Regions from separate parts of the Hordeum vulgare genome. Here region 2 is linked to region 1. Evidence: chromatin contacts called from public Hi-C data. All regions are on one chromosome and are shown on one strand. The core of a region is the stretch at or near the end of the contact, and the rest is flanking DNA. Distances in the headings are between cores, read along the strand shown.

Region 1 (6,584 bases), core at 2,483-4,982:
TCTACCTGGAAGCTTTAAACAGCCGTATAAACTGAGACACAAGGTGGAAATGGAAATAAACAGCTTGTAGTATGGAGATTACAATTTCTGAACTGCTGAGTCGTTATAGCGCACACACATGAGAAGCTTGTGCTAGACAAGGCCATTTACCAGAAAAAAAAACCGATGCCTTTCTCGAAGAAGAAGAAAAGTTACTGAAAACCAGCAGAAAATCACTAAATATAACCGAGCAAGGTTCAGACTTACCAGTGCCAGGCAAGGAGAACCTCTTGTTGGCCCGAGGCTGTAACTGCCCAGGCCTCTCCTTAGGATTACTACTGCTTCGGGCACCAAGCCCCGAAGGACGAGACGAGACTTCATCAGAACCTTCTTTAGATGGCAGCTTCCGTTTTGGTTTAGCCGATGCCGAACCAGCAGACGGGTTCGACAAGGAGCCACCACCCTCTGAGTTCGACGGACGGGCCTTCTGGTTCAACACATTTGAATGAAGAGCTGAAACCTGCTTTTTCACTGGTTTCCTGTATGGGGCCTTGGTTGGATTTCCCTCAGCATGTTGCGCTGCGGTATCAATGGCAATTCCATCTGCTGCGTACATGCCCAGGAACCGACTCTCCCACGGGCGGACGGCCATCCATCTCTCCAGCCAATTCCAGCTCCAGTTGTTCCTGTCTAGTTCAGAAGCTGTAATGGTTGCATGTTGCCTTGAACCTGCTTGCCACTGCAAAAGGAGAGAAAAAAGATCAGATGGGACACTAAAGGAAGCACTGATGCTTTCCCTTCTTCTTTTCAAGTAGCGGTCTCATATTACCTACACGGTACAACTACAGATAAAAGCTAATCAAGAGGAGCAGAATAGCAAGGAAAACATGATGACCAAAATTATATAGCTCGCTTGGAGGGAAGGTTAACTTCAATGTTATTCATGAAAGCAACACTTGGAATGCAGCAACAACAAACATACTAGACGGCAGTGCAGCAAAATACACAAAAACAGCGAGCATGAGGCTCCCCATATTACGCTGAATATCCAGAAGCTACAGTTAGGTTCAGGGCAATATGTTTGGTGCAATATATAGCATTCACCAAATCCGCGGTTCAAGCATCATGTTGTTACCACTTACCAGTATCAATATTGAGTAATCCTCGCGTAAAACGTATGATAAAGTTACCTGGTGAGAAAGGGCATAGGCCATGGCCCGCTCACGCTTGGCTGCTGCTTCCTGCCTCTTCAACAGTTTTGCTTGGATGTCTTCCACAGACCCTATACTATCGCACCACCCATCCTGCATTTTCAGTAAGGTGGTAATGGAAGTTAACTACCTGAGCCAAATAACTGCACCTGCACTACAATTTATCCTCTTTTAAAAATACAAACTGTAATACTGATGGGGAACTTCTGAGTTATGAACGGATGCCAACAAGGCAAGCAGCATAACGAAAATATTAATATAGAAGATTATAACCAAAAACCCTGCAAACTGGTGTGCAGCTTACCTCAATTTCTCGAACATGTGCCTCGTCTGTTTGCTCTTCTTCATTATTTTGTTGGTCATCCATCTGATTTTCCAGGGCCACACGAACTCGCCTTGCTCTAACACGGGCTTGTACCCTGACCAAAGCTTGCATACACCGGAGTGTTATAGCAGCTTGCTTTCTCACTATATGACCCCTTACAAGGGCCTGAAGCCTAACCAGTCCTTTTAAAGCTCGGCGGGCTCGCCTAGCCTGAAGAGGAATGAAGTTAAACTTAGTGTAGTACTAGTGCCCTATAAGAAAATAGATATTTAGAGCAATCTTGGCAGATTCCTGAATTTCATTCCAGCATCTCTTTGTTTACAAGATGAACCTGTCGGTAAGATATTATGCTTTGCACTAATACTTCAACTTGCCAGCCATATGAAGTATGAACATATGGTTCGTCAAACATTGTTGCACAGTACCAAAGTGTATCACATCGACCTATATACATAACACTTCCATGAATTAAAAGTTTTACTTTTATACACCAGTTAAGACGGTGCTTTTGTTTACCAACTATAAGCATGAGACCAAATATCAAATATACAAACTTGAGGACCATGTATCAGGATTATTCAGTTGTAGTTTTTTCTTACTTCTACTGAAACTGCATAGCCATTACATAAAGCTAACCACTCTCTATCTTATACCATAGTGACTGCACAAGGTCCTGTTTTAAATAGACGTTTTACACATAGCAACCCCCCTAATATAACCCTACACATTGAGATGAAAGTGCAGGTTTGCTTGGAACATGGAGCTTTTAGAATGTTCAAAATGTATAAAAAGCACACACTGGACAATGGCAAAATCTACAGAGAAAAAGGTGAATACCAGGAGGGCTCTGTACGCAGTCTGAATAATAGTGGCAGCCCAGATCTCTTTGAGTTCCTCTTCTGTTTGAGGCAGTGCCACGCTAAGCGTATTGAAACCAGGCCCTGAGCATGAAGGTGTGCTGCAATCGTCTTCTGACAGAACATTTCCATCAGGGAACTCTTCTGGTCCGACAAGGCCACCGTGATCCTGGGAATGCTGGCCCTGGCAGTGGAACTGATCGACGACATCCCTCTTCTGCAATTTCCCCAGTTCAGAATGTGTAAGCAAACAAGGGAATTCTCATACCACATCAGCAAAGGAACATGTGGCAGCAGAAACATGGCCTCCTCATATGTTTATCTTCAGAGATGGTGTAAAGATACTATTCCCTCCGTTCACCTTTACAAGTCGTTTCAGACAACTGAAATAGAGCTGTTTTGCACGCTGTCTGAAGTATCTGCAACGCCTTATAAAAGCGAACAGAGGGAGTACTACTAATATCCATTGATGTTCCAAATTTATAGTTATTGTGCTTACATAGCAACAGATCAGTTGAGTTTTTTTTGTGTGTGACTAATTTCAGTCCTCAAAATTTAACCTTGTCAGTGGTGCAGAGCCAAAGGATGGCTCGGATAATATAACCCAGATCTGCAACAAGCAAACAACTACAACTTGCAAAAGCAATGCATACAAGAAGTACCAACTGCTACCTATATTAGTAGATTTAGTGTAGAATAAGAATGAATTCTCACGGTATGATAAAAAAAAAAGCACTGGGCAAAATATTGCTATGATCCTTCGACATCCAAGCAGAATAAGGTAATAAGTTGACCAAATGGAATTAATGAACCCAGAGGTGAGAAGCAAAGGAGAGGCGGAATCGCAGGTAGGTAGAGGTAGTGCCCCGTACTGTTGGGCCGGCGTCGCCATCCTCCTTGCGGCGCTGCTGCTGCTGCTGCCTCTCCGCCTTCCTCAGCCCAACCAACGACTTGAGCCACCTCATCCCGCCGCCGCGTCACCTCACCTCACCTCGCCGCCACTGCAACCACCTCGAGTCGCAGATAAGTGTCGTCAGCACGAGGGCAATCTCAGAGAAGAGGACTAGAAAAGTCAAAAATCACCATGGAAAGTGAGTTACCAGATCACGGGCACCTGTGACGCCGGTGGAACCGGGGCCGGGCACCGCCGCCGCACCGCGAGATTGGGAGGCGAAGGTGGCGAGGGAGGGGGGCAAGGGAGGGCGTGGGCTGGAAGCGTCACCAGTGCCCAGTGCAGTGGCGCTGCTCCCCTGCCTGCCTGCTACTGGCACTCACCACGCGGCCATTACTGCCGCTCCTGTGTGCCGGTGCGAATTATTGCTGGCTCGCTCGCTCGGTCAGTCGCTGCCTGTGTGGCAGCCGCAGGGAGGAGGAGGCCCAGAATTATATAGCCAGGAAAATCACACTGTACTACTAGTCTACTACCACTCTTTGCAATAAACAAGCAAACAAAGAGAGAAAGGAAGAAAAGCGCGGCGCTTTCCTCAGGTTTTGCTTTCTGCACCCGCTTGTCGGAATCAAAAGCCCTTTCTTGTTGCTCCCTTCCGAGATGATTTATTTTCTTACCGCAGGGTGTCGTTTCTTTTTTTGCCTGCTTCTCTTGCAGGCAAAAGATTCTTTGATTAGCCTTAGGACAAGGTGATGCTGCTGCTGCTGCTGCTGCTGGGTTTAGAGTTATCATAGTTTAGCAATGCCGTGCGCTCCCCAGAGTGAAAGCTGTGTTGTTTTTTTCACCCTGTGCTGCGGATTTTGTTGGATTTTGGTCAGTGGCTTTGTTCGAGACTGTGGACTGATTGATCACGTGCTTTGTGGCACTAAGATTTCAGGGCCGGTGTGATTCCCTTTTAATGTATACATAAATTCGTTGAGATACGCATCTAGTGTAGCTTAATCTAGATTGACATTGCCATCTGTTCGGTCCTCAACAACATTTGGTGATTACATTTGGTTAAGGATATATGCCCAAGAGACGGCGTTAGGCGCACTGAAGAAAATACAGGTTTTCTCTGTTTACCGTCTGTATTTCAACTCGGCAGAAATCTTGGATGCGTCACTACGAGAAAGCTAGCACGGAGATCCTCAAAGTGATAAACGTCGGAGGACTTTGGTACTGGAGGAGTACAGCAGTGTGTGTGGGGGTGGCAATTGCTTTGTCAGAACTGAGTTTTTATGAGACATGTAACTTTAAGAACCGCTACTCACACTTGCTTGGTCAGTCGCTCGATGCTAGTGGCACGCTGGATTCTGCTGCGTATATTCATTTTCTGGCGTTACTTAGACAGTAAAAAAATTTAAAAATAAATAAAGAAGGAATACCTGGCATTATTTCTTCTGTTTTTAAATTTTTGTTGGTTGAAAAACCTAGATTAGTTCTCCCAACAACAAATATTAGATGCAGAGGAAGTATTAAACAAAGCATCCATTCCCAGTGTAAAGCTGATTAACTGTGAGGGAAAAGCCTTTATCATTGGGCGGTACATCAATGGGACACGTTATGTCCTGCGTCATGCCAACCGACCAAGGTCAAATTTTAACTGTCGCCTGCTGCTACCTTTGCTTCCTGTTTAGGGCTCTTTGATTCGAAGAAATTCTGAAAGGTAAAATCCAAAATAAAATAAACAAAAGATATTTCAAAAAATTGTGAATTTTTTTAGGTGAAAACATTGACAAAAGTTCTCAGTGTTTGCATTACCGAAAAATGACATTAATAGAATCGTGAAAAAAACACTGATCCAAAACGTTGCCAAAAATAACACTTTTAAAGCATCATTTTTGCTTTTTTGCTACGACTTTCATAAATGTTATTTTGTGATGAAATTTTTTGAGCACTGAGAACATTAATCAATGTTGCATAAAATATAGGAATCTTTAAGAAAAAATCCATTGTTTTTGGAAGGTACTGTTCATTCGAGCTCATTTGAGTTCGGGCTCAAAAGCAGCACGTCCTATGCATACACGTTTGGTAGCCTATATCTTTTTTGCCTCTTTGCTTCTGTGACTCAACTGGAATAATCTGATCAAATCCAGGCATAAAACAGAGATGTGTACCTGGTTTAATAACATGCATTACGGACGTGTTTGGTTCTTCGCATTAGGTCGGGCTAGGCCCGCACGGAAAGAATATGACCCGTTTAGTTGTGTGGGTCGCATCCAATTCATGGCCTGCACGAACCTCAAAGCAGGCGTGGGCCTCGCTATGGAGGAACGGCCGAATCAGCCTTTTTTGCGAGCCAAGCTCGCTTGAGCACGCACGGCGAGCGCCTGCAAGCCTTGGAACGCGAGGGAGACAAAGCGACTCCTCATAACTCCCCACGCCCTCTCCCATCACCTCCCTCGCAAGTTCACACCAATCCCTCTCTCTCACCTCACCGCCCGTTCGGTTTCTCCGATGGCCACGCCACAGTCTAGCCACGCCCCACCCACCCCGGTCATCACCGACAACAATCCCATCCAAGAGAGGTGGGTTGCCGGCCTCTCTATGGCCGTTGTAGGTCTGGCGCCGGCATTGCAAGCTCCCTCCTATTTCTACACCATGTCGCCGCCCCGGGCCAATGCAGCGTCGGCGCCGGTTGCTCCGTCTCCTCCACCGGAGCCGGTGGTCCTCTCCATCGGTTCGAACATCGGAGGGATCCAATACCCGCCGGCATCATCCTTTGCAGGCCCCTCTTATGAGGGTATTTTACCCCCGTATGAGGGTTTTCTCCTCTGCGTCTGGCGCAAGGGGAGGGGAGCTCCAGGACGCCGGTGTCATCTTCGAGCCGGCGCTGGACGAGGTCCACGGCCGCAACCCTCGGAATGGTCGGGTCCTCTTCATCAGTGGCGTCAGCACCCCTCTTCCCGCCGAAGTTTTCACCACGGTCGGCGTACGCTACACCAGCAACCCCCACAGTAAGCTCTCAAATCCCCCTGTGCTTTTTAGTTAGGGTTCTTAGGGTAGTTCATAGTGTGTTGGATTAGATTGTGACCCGTACATTTGACCCGATTCGATCTGATTCGATTGGATTCTACTAGATTCGACCGGGTTTGATGAGAATCCACTGTTTTGGGTATGAACAAGATTGCATGCTTACTTTGTTCATCCCACATGCCTAGATTGTTCATAATGTAGTGGTGGCTTTCATTTGTTCTTACTGCCATATTGTTAGTTTGTAGTGCAACATTGTTTGTTCTTGGTGCTACTACTAGTATATATGTTACTGTTGTTAGTTATTA
Region 2 (6,584 bases), core at 1,743-4,242, 190 kb after region 1:
TGTTCTCCGGGTTCGATAAACCTTACAGTTCTCGTGTGAGGGAAAACTTGCTGCTGACTACATCTCAACCTTCCACTTGGGATAACCAACGAGGTGCGAGAAGTATATACATCATCTCATCATCAATGACCGTACACACGGGGAAAGAAAAAGAGGAGGATCTTCATGCAGCGGTGGTGGCGCTGGTGCTGCTGCTGTGGTCCTGCCCTGTTGTGAGGAGCAGAACATATGGTGGATCTGAGAAAAAAGAAGAGATACAAGGGAAAGCGGCGACCTCAACAAGAAGGATGGAATAAAAAATGAGCGGACACGTTGTGCAGTGATGGAGATAAGAAACACCGAAGCGTTCTCCAGCATGACGTGACGCTATTCGGGTGTGTTTGATCGCGACAGATCCAGTGACGCATGCGTGACTGGCGCAACGCTTTTGCCGGTCCGCCGAAAGCCAATGTTTACCTTAAAACAGGCTATACTTCATCTATCAAAAGGCTTTCATACGATTCCAAGTGTGAAGCAATGTTTCCCAGCATCTTTGGAGGGGGAATCCTTCTATCCGATGCTTCCCTCCGGTCGGACCCACACTCGCTACGGTACAGTACCCAGGTCGCCAGGTCGGACCTGTTTTACCAACGTCAACCCAACCATGCGCCCCCTTCCCCGAACCCAACTGCTAATCTCATAAATATTCTTTGGCTTCCCTCGTGTTGAATCTATAAATTTGGCTGAAATACTACCCTCGAAGACTGTCGGGATCCCCTATACTTGTGGGTTATCAAGGTGGATCCGGGTGTGCTAGTACCGGGTGACCTACTGGCTTGAATCTGTGGTTCATGGTGTTGGCGGGCCATGAGGGGGCCATGTTTGCTTGGAACGGTGCCCACAACGCTTGGGAGCATTTCAAGTGATGGTCGGTTGTGTCTTCTTTCTCATCAATCCATTTGGTGGTGGTGATGTGATGGATCGTTGGAACCCAATGAAAGCTCCGCAAGGCTATCCGCAAGGTTATGTCCATTGTAGGTGATGACTATGTCTTGACAAGATAATTTCTCCTTGGAGGCGTAGCCATTAGGGTTCCCCGTCCTTTGTGTCGTTTGTCACCCTCGTGCTCCAACTTGTCTTCCTCTGTGTTGGTTCTGTGAATTCTTCACGCCTCACCTCGGCTCTTCATGTTGCCTTCTTCGGTCGATACCAGTCGAGTGTCTTACGAACGGTCGATCCGGTCGTCTGATCCTCTGGTTGTTGGATTCGACGGCTTGCCAGGTGGTTGTCGGTGTTTTATTTATACGCCTCGTGTGCTCGTTTCATTTTGGTCGACATTGTGGCCAGTTTGGGCTGGATGTTGGGGAAAAGGCGAAGCTTTGCAAGACTTCGGTTGTTGTGAATGATGTCGGCGCCCTTGGGTGCCGTGTTACTCCTTGGAGGCGCCTCTGCGAACTCCCCCGCTCCACTTGAGGCTTGAGTTTTGCACGTATTGACATGTGGTGATGATGGTGCTGCTTAAGTTTGGGTCTTTGATGAATCTCTGTTTGGACCTACAACCGTTTCTGCTCGTGAAGCTTCTAGTTTGTTGTATTGACCTTGTTGCTTCATGGAGCAGCCCTTGTTCACCTGAAGACCGGTGCTTTGTTGATGGATCAAGCAAGCCTTTTTATTCAAAGCTTTAATTTTATTTTGCTTGTTCTTATTAGATTATGTTCTTTAGCTGCTCACCTATTGGCTTGTATCTTCAACGAGTATACCGTATCCCTAGTTTGTTTTGCTTTTGAGTTGTAATTTCCTTGTTGGTTGATTGATTTATTAATTCAAAGCCAGGCTCGTCCCGAGCCTTTATTCTAAAAAAAAGCTTGATCGATCTGTATCGGCGGCAGTGAGCTAGGTGTCGTTCAGTGGATGCGTGAGTACGCCTATGAGCACGGCCTCTTACTCGGCTTGGGCGTTTCAATGGGTGTCGGGGCGTGCTGTGGAGTTTGACATGCACCGCGATGCTGGTTCTTGCAACATCGCTCGGCGAGCTCGACACGACAACACAACAGAGGGAAAGACGATATATATGACGTGTACAATGAGAGAACCTGTAATCCCGGCCAGGATTGCTTTATTCCACTACAACAATCCCGTCCGGGATTGCTTTATTCCAGTGCAACAAACAGGTATACGATCAATATATGGTTGATATTGGCCGGGTTAAAAAAGGTCAGGATATCGATTTCACGGATTCAAACTGTGAGGTTCGATTCCAACAAGTTATACGACTCCGGGTTTATGTATCAAAAAGTTTGGTATGAGGCCATGTGTGAAGCGATGTTTCCTATTGGAAATGCATTTCGGCTTCCAGGAGCATATGCTGCCGGTGCCAAAAAAAGGTTAAAAAAATATCAAGACAAAATTTATTTATGTACTTAGTGTACCAGTATTTTTTGAAGCAAAAAGCTTAACATTTTGGCTTGTGCAAGAAAAATAAATTGAACATCAAAAGTTACCCTAAAATGTCACCTCAAAATTATCTTTTTACCGACGAAATACCGCTACTCTTTATCGCACGAAAATTATCATGCATGTTTGAACGGTAATGTAATCATCTACAAAAATTTCAAATTTCTTAAAAAACATTTAATATATATTTTTACGTTACTACTCCGAAGACCAAAACATCGCTCGTTGTTTCCAACATCTTTGGATGGAGAATCCTTGTAATCGGATGCTTCCCTCCGGTCGGGCCCGCGCTCGCTACGGTACAGTACCCAGGCCGCCAGGTCGGACCTCTTTTACCAGCGTCAACCCAACCACGCGCTCCCCTTCCCGGAACCCGCATCGCCCCTCCTTTCGCCAGAACACCCCGGAAGCATCTGGAAGCTCGGCCCTCCGCCCCCACCGCCGCCCGATCCGGATCCGACGGCTCGCAACCGCCCTCTCCCCCGTCCTCCCGCATCTTCGAGAGCGTTCACTCCCGGCCACCCGTCCCGCGCTCCGCTATAACTACCACCGCCCCCTCTCCCCCACCCCTCCTCACAAACCGATCCCACCGGCGACCCCGTCCCCCACCGGATCAACCAGCTAGGGTTTCGTCCCCTTCGTCTTCTCCGCCGAGCTTGGAGGGTTCGCGCTCATCGCCTAAGGCGAGATGTTCGGCCGCGGGCCGCCGAAGAAGAGCGACAGCACGCGCTACTACGAGATCCTGGGCGTGCCCAAGGACGCGTCCCAGGACGACCTCAAGAAGGCCTACCGCAAGGCCGCCATCAAGAACCACCCCGACAAGGGCGGCGACCCCGAGAAGGTGAGCGCCCGCCCGATCTCTTCCCCCCTTTCCTGCCGATCTGTTCTCGACGGGGATTGCTAGGCTGGTAGATTTGGTACGGCAGATGGATCTGGCCCGGGGCCGCGCCGGTGTAGGATACGATTGGATTAGGCCAAGGAATTGGTGGATGCGTGTTTCGTAGATAGGTTTAGGCGGGGAAGAATTATGCTTTTTGATCGGGAGCGGCTTTAGAAAGAACATTGAATTGTCATTTGTTCAACATTCGGCATGGAATCTTTGAAATCGTCCTTATACACGTGCTCGGAATTGTTGAGAATACTTAGTACGCTCGATGATTTTAGATGCTAAATTGAGCAATTCATTACGATCTATTCCATTATATGCTGGTGCTTTTTGTTGAATTGCTGATGTAGAAGTAATCCGTGTGTGTGTTGTTAAATTGCTTGCTATTGTACCTCTCGATGCACAATTTGATAATTGATGATGATTAAACGTAGAGAATCCAGACGAATACAATTGTTGAGAGTGCTGTCATCATTTGTTTATTCAAACATTATGCAATGTCATACTCGTACTAGGCAGGCAACTTGTTAAATTCATATCGCCATATGCCAACCTAGCTGAACTAAATGCTGACTACCGATGCTTCGATCGGTCAAAGCTAAAACTAACAACTAATGCTTGTTAAGTCGTCAAGCTTTGCTGGGTAGTGGGTACTGATGCTTTGGCTGGTTGATCTGTTTGCGTCAAACATTGTTTTCTGCTTGAGATGGCTAACTAATGATTGTTGTATTGCAGTTCAAGGAGCTAGCTCAGGCTTATGAGGTCTTGAGTGATCCTGAGAAGCGAGAGATCTATGATCAGTATGGTGAGGATGCCCTCAAGGAGGGAATGGGAGGTGGTGGAATGCACGATCCATTTGACATCTTCCAATCATTCTTTGGTGGTGGCGGCAACCCCTTTGGAGGTAATTCATTTGACATCTTCCACGACCTCAATTTTGAACCAACTGAATCACTCTCTTTGCCATTGCTGTCTGCCTATATTTTGACCTGAGTTAACCATGGCATTGTGTTCTACAGGTGGTGGCAGCAGCAGGGGCAGGCGTCAGCGCAGGGGTGAGGATGTGGTTCATCCTCTGAAGGTTAGCCTTGAGGAGTTGTACAATGGAACATCGAAGAAACTCTCTCTTGCCCGCAATGTGCTCTGCTCAAAGTGCAATGGGTATGTTGTCTTCCCTTGTGTGTGCAACCTCGCATTTAGCGGCTGCTGCAAGTTCTGAATTTTAACCGTCTTCCATTTGTCCTGCAGCAAGGGTTCAAAGTCTGGGGCTTCCATGAAGTGTGCCGGCTGCCAAGGTGCTGGTTACAAGGTCCAGATCAGGCAGCTGGGACCAGGAATGATACAGCAAATGCAGCAGCCCTGCAATGAGTGCAGGGGAAGTGGTGAGACCATCAGTGATAAGGATCGTTGCGGGCAGTGCAAGGGTGAGAAGGTGGTTCACGAGAAGAAAGTCCTGGAGGTGGTGGTCGAGAAGGGTATGCAGCATGGACAGAAGATCACCTTCCCTGGAGAGGCAGATGAAGCGGTATGGGTCAAACTTCTGTTCTATGTTACATTTTGCTCTCTGTTGTGCATGTTTCATTGTCTGATCTCTCTGCTTTTGTTGTGTGCAGCCTGATACCGTCACTGGAGACATAATCTTCGTCCTCCAGCAGAAGGAGCACCCCAAATTCAAGCGGAAGGCCGACGACCTCTTCTATGAGCACACCCTGACCCTGACGGAGGCCCTCTGTGGCTTCCAATATGTCCTAGCTCATTTGGATGGCAGACAGCTGCTCATCAAGTCCAACCCCGGGGAAGTTGTCAAGCCTGGTAAGTGTTGATGACTTAACCTGGAAGAAGTGCTCAGTTTGGTTTTGGTATATATTCAAACTGATGCTGATTGGCAATTGTTTGTGCAGATTCATTCAAGGCGATCAACGACGAGGGCATGCCCATGTACCAGAGGCCCTTCATGAAGGGCAAGCTCTACATCCACTTCACGGTTGTTTTCCCCGACTCGCTGAGCCTGGACCAGTGCAAGGCCCTCGAGACGGTCCTCCCGCCCAAGCCGGCATCGCAGTACACGGACATGGAGCTAGACGAGTGCGAGGAGACGATGGCCTACGACATAGACATTGAGGAAGAGATGCGGAGGCAGCAGCAGCAGCAGGCGCAGGAGGCCTATGACGAGGACGAGGATATGCCGGGCGGCGGCGGGCAGAGGGTGCAGTGCGCCCAGCAGTAGTCAGGCAGGATGTTGTGATCTGATCGTCAGTGAGCAGATGAATTCGTTTCTGTCCTTCTCTCAAGTTTTCCATGTTAGGGTTCTTACCCTTTTGGTGCTAGTATATGATATATTAACTACTTGAACAAATGCCGCTTCTTCCGGGAAAATTATTTGCGTTCTCGTTTTGCTTGTTGGCTGCTGATGAGCAGAGCTGACATTATGTTTGACGCTAAGATTTCGTCGGACTTGAGCACTTGTTTACTCGGGATTCACGCATATACAGTTAAAAAAATCGAATAGGCTGGCCGGCGTACCCAAGAAAACTGGAACCGTGTTTTTTAAGCTAGAAAGGACGTGCAATTGGACCGCGTGACGGTTCAACCAGGATGTTAGATAGTTCCAACCTTTTGTTCCTCTTGGCTAGGCAACTTTCTTGTCGAATTTCGTCAGACTCCGATGTAGCGCACAAAATACTAAAAATACATATATGAATAACAATTTGACCATAGCGCACAAAATACTAAAAATACATATATGAATAACAATTTGACCATACATTTAAATTTGACAAGTTTTTAAAACTCGTTCACGGAATACGCTGTCGTTTTAAAATAACATATTTCTTTAAGGCTCAGTTCTTTTGAGCTATGATGAGTAAATACCTTTCATGAAAATAAGCATAAGTTGCTGCGAAAATAAACTCTAGATAATAAGCTAACCAATTTTTTTCAATGCATGCTTTTCAGTGTGGAACAATCAGTGAAAAATCTGTAATGCCCTTGAAATATATTGTTGTTCACATTCAACGATATTGCGCATATTTTGTTGGAACTTCTTTTGTAGTCACATGTTGTTGGATCCCATTGTTGTAAAAGGCTTGCCCTCCATCCCACGGGGCTAAACAGTGAGATCAACAAGTTGCAGAACTGAGTAAATCAATGAAATGATCGGCATGTAGAGTAACAAGAAGCATAACCTATGAGCTCCCTTACCATCTTCTTTGTAGTTGGACATCCGCAATGCTTGTTGACAGCTTTTGAATGTTATCATCATACT

The links. A called contact is a pair of places that touch in the nucleus more often than the background predicts.
Region 2: a contact with region 1 is called in a Hi-C map of seedling, with 7 times the contacts expected there. The contact joins the promoter of LOC123452599 here to the promoter of LOC123397204 in region 1. A contact is called at or near these places in 2 of 6 Hi-C or Micro-C datasets (leaf and seedling) and 1 of 1 datasets of contacts at active chromatin or transcription factors (embryo).

The regions. Positions count from the first base shown.
Region 1 is chr5H:542,601,234-542,607,817 of MorexV3_pseudomolecules_assembly, forward strand. LOC123397204 (protein IQ-DOMAIN 5-like) reads right to left here and starts at 3,733. Exons shown (of 11, transcript XM_045091844.1): 1 at 3,473-3,733; 2 at 3,245-3,383; 3 at 2,353-2,589; 4 at 1,495-1,725; 5 at 1,170-1,283; 6 at 247-718. The coding sequence starts at 3,337.
Region 2 is chr5H:542,790,834-542,797,417 of MorexV3_pseudomolecules_assembly, forward strand. LOC123452599 (dnaJ protein homolog) reads left to right here and starts at 2,993. Exons shown (of 6, transcript XM_045129277.1): 1 at 2,993-3,274; 2 at 4,055-4,223; 3 at 4,339-4,480; 4 at 4,568-4,844; 5 at 4,933-5,131; 6 at 5,221-5,708. The coding sequence starts at 3,122. The coding sequence ends at 5,546.